2 separate regions of the Cyprinus carpio genome follow, and region 2 is linked to region 1. Evidence: chromatin contacts called from public Hi-C data. All regions are on one chromosome and are shown on one strand. Each heading gives the region's core, a stretch centred on a gene start, on an enhancer-like site or on the middle of the called end of the contact. The rest is flanking DNA. Distances are from core to core; before and after follow the strand shown.

Region 1 (5,334 bases), core at 2,492-4,991:
TTATATGTATATGTGAGTATGTGCAGGTGTGTCTGTCTGAAGCGGGTTTATGTGTGTGGGGTGTTGTGTGTAGGTGTATATGCATGGATCAAGTTTATATGTAGGTGCGAGTATGTGCAGTTGTGTTTGTATGCAGCGAGTTTATATGTATGCGCGAGTGTGTGTAGGTGTATATGCATGGATCGAGCTTATACATATATGCGAGTGTCTTTTGGTGTATGCACGCGTCAAGTTTATATGTATACGCAAGTTATCTACAAGTGTGTATGCATTCATTGTTAACATTATATGTATTGGTATCGATTTCATATTAGTGTGCATGTGTATTTAATATATGTATTTGTGAACATCCAGTAGTATGCATGTATATGTGAGAAATGTATAGGTGTATATGCACGTGTTTTATACATGTATTCATAAGCGAAGTTTGATTTAAATCCTACGCGGCGCCTCATAGAAATATCCATCAACCACCATGAAAAAACATCTGGGCTAGGACAGCACAACCTTACTCTCTTCTTTGTCTGGATTGTTATCACTTCAACACCTTATCTACAACTCTCCCTCCCATCCTGATCTATCTCCTTGAGCCACCATGGCTCCTCCTGCAAATCAGCACAATTTCATCCTTGTCTCCTTAAGAAGGAGCAACGAGTCACTCAAGGTGATGCACTGAGAACGATTCTTAGTTAGCGCAGGAAAATGACAGAGCGACTGTTTGTGGTATGAGGGTGTGCTGAGTCTCGCTCTTTGAAGACTGCTTTTGAACTCACAAAGAAAAAAACCCCTTAGAGTTAAATTCCTTCGCACAAGCCCCGACTCAGTGATCTCATCCTAGAAACGGCGGTAAGATAAAAGTTAGAAGTGTTGTTTTAAACTTTAACATAACTTTGAGATGGGATGCAAGTGTATTCAAGAGCGCGGCTCGCATTACAGTGAACCGCTCTGTGCGTGCACGAGATCCGAAGACTAGCGCGCGCATTCCTCTCTGGCCCTTTTATTCATCCGTCAACAGCAGCTTCAAAGCGCACTGACTCATTTGGCCACAGATCAGTTCAAATCGACTGGAGCAGAACATCCGGTGCGGGAAATCTACAACTGTGGTATTGGATTCCAGAAAAACAACATGTTCAAAGAGGGACTATTAAATAAATATAAATATTATTGAACATATATTTATTTATTTGAAATTATAATATATTTTAATAATAATAATTAGAAAATAAACTTAAAACAATAATAATTAGGTATTTTTTATTTGTATAATTACATTATTATGGCCCTGGCTTAGCTTGGCTTGTCTACAATAGCAATTATTTTCTGAGCTGCCTGCTCTTAATGACCTACTTCAAAAAATCGAAACCCTTAACCTGGGTTAGGGGTCAAACTGGTTAGGTGGGCGGGACTCGCTGAAAAAAATAATATTAATAATACATGAGTGACTGTCATGTCATCAAACAGTCCCGCAAAAAAAAAAAAAAAATGATATATGCCTAGTGTAAACAATTGCACTTTGTTCATATTTTATTCAAAAAAAAAAAAAAATTGTTTCATTCTCCTATCAGTTACCGCTTGTCAAATGTTACAGAAAACGATCCGAGGAAACTCCCTGTTCAACTAAGGGGAACTTATGATACTGAGAAGATGGGACTGTCCATCCGGTGTAAACATGCTGTAAAATACAATAATAGCTTTCGGAAATGTGTTTGGCCAAATCCGTGACCAAGCGAAGGGGAAGGGGGACAGCGCGTAAATCGGGCGCGTCATTGAACGTTCCCTTTTAGTTTATTGATCTGCAAGAAACTGAATTAGTGCATGGGATCTCAAGCGTGTTCTAAAACAGACAGACACAGACACTCTTCGCTTGCTTATGAAAATCAGTGATACAAGCTGCCTTCTAGTCTTTCTTATTCTGATAGTGAACGAGCCCTCCGCCACTTTAATAATCCCATTACGTATTCTGCTATAGCTCTGCTTAATCCTGGACACACTGGCAGTCCTGTCCCGCATTTCAGCCACCGTCTGTCTCTCTTATCTCTCAGCAATCCACATTAACTGTTAAATACTAGGCTTAAACGCAGCCGCAATTCCTACAGTGAAAACTCACATTATCGCTCATTTTGAGAAGATTTACACAGCGCCTGCAGCCCCAGAGCCGCGCTCTCGTCCAGTCCCCAGTTTTCAGCCTTTTGTTAGCAAGCGCAGCCCCACTGAGTGTTTGATAAATGCCATTTCATTCCAACAAGCAGACCACATGCTGCTTTAACAGTGTGGGACATTTACCTCTCTGGCTCTATATTGCCTTCAGCCGTATGTATGAAAACAAAGGTTTTATCAATCGTCAAGTTGCGTTACATGCATCGATAAAGCATGCATGCAAGGCGTTTAAATGTCTGCGCTGATAGGATCTTGAGTCTCTTTCAACCTGCTATTCTCTCTGAATCAGTTTGTCATAACAGACTGTGAGTGTATGGTCAAACCTTTCAACTAACTGGTATTTATTAATCATGTATAGCATATTTTTTTAATTACAAGCAATCACACTGATATATTCATCAGCAGCTACACGTAGCCTAGTAATTCCAGTAGTGAATCTATTCAATTAGTAACCAGTACTTCTCTGCTACTAGTCACAATCCCAGTAATGACAAATAACTGTATATTTTAATCACTGAATTCTATAGGGATCTTTGATACAAATAGCAACTGTTCACAAGAGACTAATAGTTATTTAACAGCAGTTATTAGTGTATATTGCATCTTTACTAGTAGCCAACGTATTTAAAAGATAAGATACTAGCTACACCATCTTCTATCTAGCTCAAATGCTACCAGTAACATTCCCTCAGGTTAAAACAGCATTCTTACTTGTCATTTGGCTAGTCAGAATGACTACTAAATAATTCAATAAAATACTTGCAAAATCTATACAGTAGGCTAAATGGAACTTAGTCGGAATGTGTGCGTAAATACGCGGGACAGCGCCAGATAATCTTTGGTGCAGTCTTCAAGCTTGTCTTCTAATCTATGTCTGCCTTATCTAACACACACAAAACTGGGATTTCTCCACTCAAGTTTCCAAACTTCACCGTGAACCTCAAGCATAACAGTAGGAGTGTTACAGTATAAAAAAGCAAATGCTGCGTAAAAAGCCATTGTAGGGGTGTATGAAGTGAAACAGACAGGGATTTAGTAAACACCAAATGATTGTAACGTTGGAGCGAGCCACTATTTAAAGCAATCCAATAATATGAAACTCATAAACTCACTAATGGGTCCATGCGAGGTGAGTCTAGCCGCTGGGAGACCAGAAGCATCTTGCAGTGCGGGTAAACCACGTAGCCACTGTTAAATCCACTTTGTTTCAATATGTGTAAACTGTCTTATAAAGAAAAGCCTGATTGGGAATCTAACAAAAGATGGTTAATATAAGTCTGGAAATAGCGCTATCGCCCAGCTGTGTGCGCGATGGACAACGAGGAATGAGGATTCTGTCCAAATGAAAGCTAATCTGACATTCCGTTCAAGCGCCAGTCATGTTGATTCTCTTGAACTGGGACTAATAACACAAACGTCTGTGTCAGCTCTCGATCTACCGATCTACACGGCCACTTACGATCACAGAGCTCTGTAGCTTCCTGGCTGGTGGGCGGAGTCAGGTAGTCCATAGGACGCTCCTCTGTGCGATGTCACAGAGGAGGAGACGCAGATGTTCCACTCGCAGTCTGCGCTTAAAGGGACATTCTCTGTGCTTCATCCCTGTGACGCGAATTTTTAAAATCCTTTTTCTGTAGGTTGTAGCGAGGGTCTTTTTGTGTGTTATGGATGAGTCACTGATATCTAATATCACTAATATAACATGGGAAGGTGTAGAAAAAAGAAAACAAACCAAAACAGTAGACACTGACACATTAATATTCTTAAAACACACAAATACAAAAAAAAACAAAAAATAAAAAAAAATAACAGAACATTGACTGTACACTTTTTTTTTTTTTTTTTTTTTTTTTTTTTTTTTTTTATTTATTATATTTATTAAGGAAAAAAAATGAAAGAAAAACAAGTGGATTATACAGTTATTTCTTTGGAAATCTGATTAAATTGGCTCCAACAAAGCTATGAGTGTCTTTCAAAGATTTAAAGCCACAAATATGGATTTATTTATTTTAGTTTTATTTTTTTGACAATTCCAGGGATCAGGTCTTAGGCAAAACTGCTCATCATATTAACCTGCTATTTTGTTAATACAACTTTGTTTCTCAACAGACTGATGGGGGTGAAAAACAGTCTAATAATGGCTTTCCATTAAGACATTATTTTCTGCTTATTTGGATATCTACATCATCATCCTCATTATGAACCACACATCTGACAATAGCTAAGAGCTGATCTCTAAACTCAGACAAAGTGTTCATTTCTATTCTAATGGCCATTTCATGGTCCAAAAGTGAAGAATTGTTAAGTATTAAAAGTACAACCAAAATTACTCATTGCACCAGCTCTTATTCAAAGAGAGTCAGATAAGTGAACATATTTAAATATAAACCTCAAAACAGTCTCATATCAATGCTGGCACAAACAGAAAGAGAGAAAGAGTGCTCTAATCCCTTACTTGCACCTGGAGTCAGGAGAGTTTAGGTTACAGAGAGCTTCACACACACACACACACACACACACACACACACACACACACACACACACACACACACACACACACACACACACACACACACACACACACACACACACACACACACATCAGAGGCACCCCCTCTCCCAAGCTCTTTCACACACAATGCAATGCACACACAGAGAGGAGCCCCCCACCCTGCTCATTCAAATACAAGCCCACAATACAAAGTTAATCACTTTTCATGTTTTGACAAGCATTGGGAAGATATGGCCCCTAACCTAGAGCGAGAGGGTTCGAAATCAGTTCAAAACAGTTTCAGTTGTATATGCATGTCTTTATCCCTGTTCTGTGTTTGTACTTCAGATATAATGCCACAACTCTCATGGCAGTGCATATGGTTACACACACAAACATACACAAAAAGCGCAATCCCAGAGCGATAACAATCTCAAGTATTCAGACACTCCCTGCAACTTCTTCATACGCATCAGGTTACAAATGTGCTAAACCTCTTCTTCACCCTCTAACCCAGCCCCCTTTTCTTCCTGTGTCCAACTACATTGTTGAGCGTTCCAACTCATACATACTAAGGCTATCACAATGTCATACACGACCAGAGGGAGAGAGATAGAGAGAAAGAAAGAGAGAGAGGGTGCTGCTCAACATGAGTAGTCTAAACAAGAACGCTCCTTCTATCAACT
Region 2 (5,889 bases), core at 141-2,640, 63 kb before region 1:
CCCACACCTTGATCCTAAGACAGACAATAAAAGAAAGATCACTATTAAACCTGTACTCACCTTCAAACTACATTTTAGCTACACATAACTCAGATGTGTCAAAACAATGCCAGCCATATTCACACAGACATGATCTCACCTTCACTTGACCCACACAAACAACTCTAACTAACTACGTATAATCTCACCGTGATCAAAGACGTGACGCCATTCAGCGTAACTCAACACCGCTAAAAAGGTCATCTCAACCAAGCCCACATGTTCTAACAAGGCTTCTTTCCGTAGCAAAGTTGTAAACATCAGTAAATAACCACAGAGGATTCAGACCAGACGCTGCCTTCCCAGAGCCACAGATGTTTGTTTTCGTTGGCTTTGTCTGAATGCACCCCTCCACCCGAGCAGTCCAGCTAGGCATTCCCATATTCCCATTCCTACAGAAGAAATGCTCCCCACCCTCTTCCCTCCCAATTCCAATCCAAATCCTGAAAACACATGCGTAACAGGAATAGGACATTAATCACAGACCATTATGAAGACGTGGAGAGATAACTACTTTACGTCTGGCGTTCGGTCTATGGCAGAACACAATGATCTGCTTCACGTCATAAAGACAAATACAAATTGAAATGACTGGGTTTATTATGTTGTGTGAATTCAATTAAATCTCAAGCTACATATGCTTAGCATCACACACAGCTAATATCATGCTCAAGAACAAGCAGAGGTAATCTGAGGCACTAACAGACACTCCTAGCATGAATCTGGTGTAATCATCTTTGCTTGTAGCAGGCAGAGTGGTGAAACGGCTTCCCAGGGGGAATATCGTGGTGCTTTGCAGTGGAAATGAATGGCTTGTCTGCAGCACTAGAGCTGGTAATGGATATTGATCCAGCACTTGGGTATGTGCAGCTGGAATGAAGAGCTGGTTTAGATGCTTTTGTTGGTTGTGTTGTGTTAGGGCTGTGCCTGAGAATTGTCCATGCATGATTCTGTTTGCCATTGAGAGCCACAACTTCTAAACAACACTCACATCTGTAACTTCTTAAAGGTTCTTAAAACAGTTCGCTGAAAAATGAACATTCTGTCAGCTTCAGTCACCGATCACTTAAAGTCATATGGGTTTGGAACAACACGAGGGTGAGTAAATGATGCCAGGGTTTTAATTTTCAGGCGAACTATCCCTTCAAGATATCATGAGTAATGTTTGAACACTATTAAAACATTTTCTGTTTCGTCAGCCGCTCAAATGCTCTGCAAAGCACAAGGAAAGAAAACATTGAGTTGATTAGTGTGATGATCAGCGACTCTCTCACATATCCAACAGAACAGAGAGATAGGAACAAAAACCTTGGTTTGCCCTCCAAGCGAACGCTAGATGGCGCTTGCGCACTCTCACAGTGCTGAACAAAATCAGAACGCCCGTGCGGCGCGTTTAACAGCTTGATCCTCCTCAATAGAAGAGTTTACACTGAGCTTTTCTGTCGCCTGTCTTTATCGACTGTAAAAACCCCAGTCTGTTCTCTATCTAGTCAGCCTAGTGTATTGATAAACATAAATTATTAATGGGCTCATAACTCCGTGACTTGTGAATATACGACATGTTTAAGTCTGTCAGGACGCAGCTTTGCGCTCTATCCGGGAAAGCTTGCCAAGTTAAACAGAGTTTCCGATTGTGCCCTCGATAAGAGACGGCTTTTCATTCTTTCCCACTGTCCTGAGCTACCCCCCAACACCTCACCATCTTTTCAATCCAGAGCCTCCAGCAAAACACGCACGTTTCGAGTAAAGCAGTCCATCAGGCCGCCTCCCCTTTCCGCTCAGCGCGCTCACTCAGCTTTTCATGCAACTCACATTTCAGTGTGCATTTAATAGATTAGATATCACAGCAGCAGAGGTTATCAAAGCAATCCGCTGCCTTTGTTGTCGAACAGAATGCAACCGTTCCTGTGCGTACAAGACTGTAACAAAGAAAGAGAGATATGTTTAACCCTGTCAAATCCATCAGTGTGGAAAGAAATGTAAATTTAGATTGCTCTCTCTCTCTCTCTCTGCATTGCAACTTACGATAACAATAAAGTAATAGTATAACCGTTCCCATTATACATTAAATGTCTTTAAATACTATATAGGCTACTTAAAAATAAAATGTTATTATAGGCTAGGTGTAAACTACAGAAATTACTAACTACAGCCAGTTGCATAAACTACTTAGATGAGTCTTAATAGTTAGTCATCCAATGGTTTTCTTCAAGACTGTTTATAACTTTTTAAAATCAGTTACACATATATTGTTCTAATTTGAATCTGAAAAGTAAGACCACTTGGTTAACTGCTACAGTAGTTAGTGAAACTAGTTCTTAAGACACAGTGTTAACATTGTGACTGAGTTTATGCAACTGGCCCCAGATGTAATTACTGGAAGGTATTTTCGAATGTAATTAGCCTACAGCGTAAAAACATGTTTGTACACACTATGTGCATTGTATCAAATTATTAATTTAAATGTATGTATAGTTAAGGACACTTAATATAAAGTGGGTCCTAATAGATAAAATTAAAAAATAGTATAAAATAAAATTATTAGAAGTGCAGAATAAAATATCATAATGACATTAATTAAAAGTTTTTAAAGGTATAATGATGAAAAAGAGCACTAAATATGCCCTAAACCACATAAAAGAGACATAATTACCCATAGCAAACTAACAAGAGAAATCAAACCAATTATGCATTTGTGTGCTGCCGAGAATGAAAGGATGTTTTCTTACTTAACCCAGAGCATGCATGTTTGACCTTGCTTTTGTCATCTAAACTAGGGTTATTATAGATTTTTGACATTTCAATATTTTTAGTTAGTTTTTCTTTCATTATTTGAAACTTTTTTATTGTATTTTTTAAGTGATATTTTGGGTTCATTTCGCAGTTTTAAAAGATTTATAATCCTTCACAAGATTTGTATTTATTTTTGGGGGTCACTGATTGCAAATTTACTTGCTCAAAAACCTCACATAGACAGAGAGTGAACTGTGGTTGGTTGTTTTACTATGGACATCCTCATTCATAATCTATCACAATCCTCCAATCTTGAACTTTTGGTTAAATCCTAGGTTTGAGATCCCAAATTAAACACCAAGTAAGGCTTTATTTGCTCGCTATATTTAGGTCCACTCTCTATGCTTTAGCTAATTGTCATGGGAAAATGTCTGAGAAGCAGCAGTGCAGGACTATAGGAAGAGAGAGAGAGAGAGAGAGAGAGAGAGGGAGGGAGTTGTTGTGAATGTCAGTGAAGTCGCTTTGTCATGCAACTCCAAGTGACCTTGCTGGGAGTTAAGAGGGGGACGGACAGAAAGAGGGAAAGCTTATAACTGCAAGAGTAAGAAAAGAATGAGATGGGGATGAATGGTGTGGACAGAAAGCGAGGAATAAGAAGAGAGAAAGGGACTGACTCAGGCACACAACTTTGTAAAAAAGGTAGAATTAGAAAGTGCAGTGTGTAATGGAAGCAGACACGAGACAGATAGAAAGAGAGAGCACATGCAAGGAAAGTGTGCGAGAGAAAGTGGGACAGAGTTTTGTAGAGCGCTCTGCTGTGCCGTCCTGGCAGAAGTCCAGCTGTCCAGAGCCCAGGCAGACACTAAGTACTGCTTTTATCTCCACGGTAACCAAGTTTATTTACATCTATTGCCTTGATGGTGGGGTTAAAGTGCTATGAAATGATGACCGACACATGACCTTCTTTACAAATGCATGCTGAATATATGAGTGTCTGCCTTGAATCGATAACCTCTTATAATATTTAATATGCAAGTTATGCATGCCCTGATTTATGCGTGTGCACACACAGCGATATGTACACATACATGTGTGTGTGTTAGTGGGAACAGCTCACATCATTGGGCATGAGAGGAGGATGTTAATGAATGTGACGCCTGACCTACTTCCACAACAACACATATCAGCTCTCTTTCTCTCTCTACTTCTCAGTTTGTATGGCTTGGAGACAAGAGCCAGTCTTTGTGCCAGTCTGGTTAACCACATTGTGCCATGTCTACCATATACACATTATCACAAAAATCCAGTTCTTAGGGCAATGCTAACTATCCTGGGACCCTTTGAAACACCGCCTCGAATTCCCGAATTGTTCCTGGCATGCACTTCTGCACACACACACACACACACACACACACACACACACACACACACACACACACACACACACACACACACACACACACACACACACACACACACACACACACACACACACACACACACACACACACACACACACACACCCATCCACAAAAAAAAAAAAAAAAAAAAAAAAACAAAGATGCATGCACACACACACACACACACACTTGTGTGATAAGGCATGCCCACATACTGCATTCCCACAAAACATATTTGCACATTAAAAATGTTCTCACACGTACAGTACACACATTCACACACACCTGGGCTTAGAGGGGAAGAGCCGGTGCCAGCCTAGTGTTAACTTGGCAGAGTGCTTAATTTATTCAGCATTGATTCCTGCCGCAGCTGGGCTCTGTGTCCTCAACCTTGCAGAACCACAGAACCGCGCCGGGGCTACGATACCTTCAGTACAGCTCTCGGCAGCTTCGGCCCTGGTGGACCCTTCTAATTATTACTTAGTAAATTCTTGAATTGCTTTACTTTACCTTGGCTTTCTTTTAAGATCCGTCTCAGCAGTTCTGTAACAATGAGGCTCTCTTTCTCTGCACTGAATGCAGAGGCTTATTTGTTTGCGTTTGTCAGAGCTAGGCCCCATCCGAAATACCCTGGAACCATATTCTCTACCATCTGTGTACACCCCCTCCCGCCCCTCTCCTGTTCACCCTCCTCCCTCTATTCCACCTCAGGGCAAGGTCACCCGGGACGGGCTCTGCTTAGCCACTACACTAGAACACAAAGACAACACGGTCGGCCTTCAACTGCATCTGACCGAGTGTTTTATTTAGCCATTTTAGTCACTATTGTCTTATACTGTTAGCATAAATATTCTCCACACTGTGTCACTCCGGTTTTAATCTCTTACTGTACACTGAATAAAAATGTTAACTAAATAAACAAATATACTAATTATTGAAATCTTCTAGTATAAAAAGAGCTCTATAGAAACTGAATCAATTCAAATTCTCAATGCGTGAGTTCTCATTAGTTATAGAAGGATATTGGGTGTGTTGGTTGGCTGACTAATATGTAAGCTCAATAGATAATGCATATTTTCAAATGGTTATATTTTTAATTCATTTAATTTAATTGATAATTAAATTTACATACATTTAACAATTTATTAGCTAATTAAAAAAAATTACATATAATTTTAAATGAAATAATACAATATTGTTTAATAATTTGTTACATTGAAAATGTATGTATATTTTATGTTGAAAATGTATATAGAATGTTAGTATATTATTTATTTTAATTATTTTAAATTCTATTTAAATATTTTTAAATTAAGTAATAAATTATTACATTTACATTCATTCAATAAAAATAACAAGCATACATTATACTAGCCAGTGATTGGTCAATGGTAACTGAATTGAAAATCAAATGACGGTTGACTACTAGTTCACATGTTTCATTTACAGTGTCTTCCACACTTCCTCTCTTTCATGAAAAACGCAGGTTGCTGTAATGGTTGTTTGCTGCCCTGATGTCTTACAGTCCCTGATGGAGGACAGACCTCTGACATTTCTTCTTTTTTTGATCTGATCACATGTTCAGCCTTTGCGTTTCTCATCTACTGGGCAAACACAGAGTCTGTTTGACTACACAGACAGGAGGGCTTTGTTTCCCATGTAGACTGTTTACAGGGAGAGAGAAGTTTGATTTCCATGTAGTTCTCTTGAGATCCTG

What was found. Hi-C and Micro-C count contacts between places; a contact is called where the count stands out from the background.
Region 2: a contact with region 1 is called in a Hi-C map of skeletal muscle, with 5 times the contacts expected there. The contact joins the enhancer-like site here to the promoter of LOC109048635 in region 1. A contact is called at or near these places in 8 of 8 Hi-C or Micro-C datasets (liver, red blood cells and skeletal muscle).

What each region holds. Positions count from the first base shown.
Region 1 is chrA7:15,141,364-15,146,697 of ASM1834038v1, reverse strand. LOC109048635 (mastermind-like protein 2) reads right to left here and starts at 3,741. Exons shown (of 5, transcript XM_042759868.1): 1 at 3,617-3,741.
Region 2 is chrA7:15,201,077-15,206,965 of ASM1834038v1, reverse strand. It overlaps LOC109048635 (mastermind-like protein 2), which reads right to left. Exons shown (of 5, transcript XM_042759868.1): 3 at 1-14. Among protein-coding and RNA genes, the nearest start is that of LOC109048634, 9.1 kb to the left of the region's middle. Within about 2 kb of position 1,390, at least 5 of the 8 cell types and tissues checked have an H3K27ac peak or open chromatin away from gene starts, as enhancers often do. A contact at or near this core is called in skeletal muscle, where this site is marked.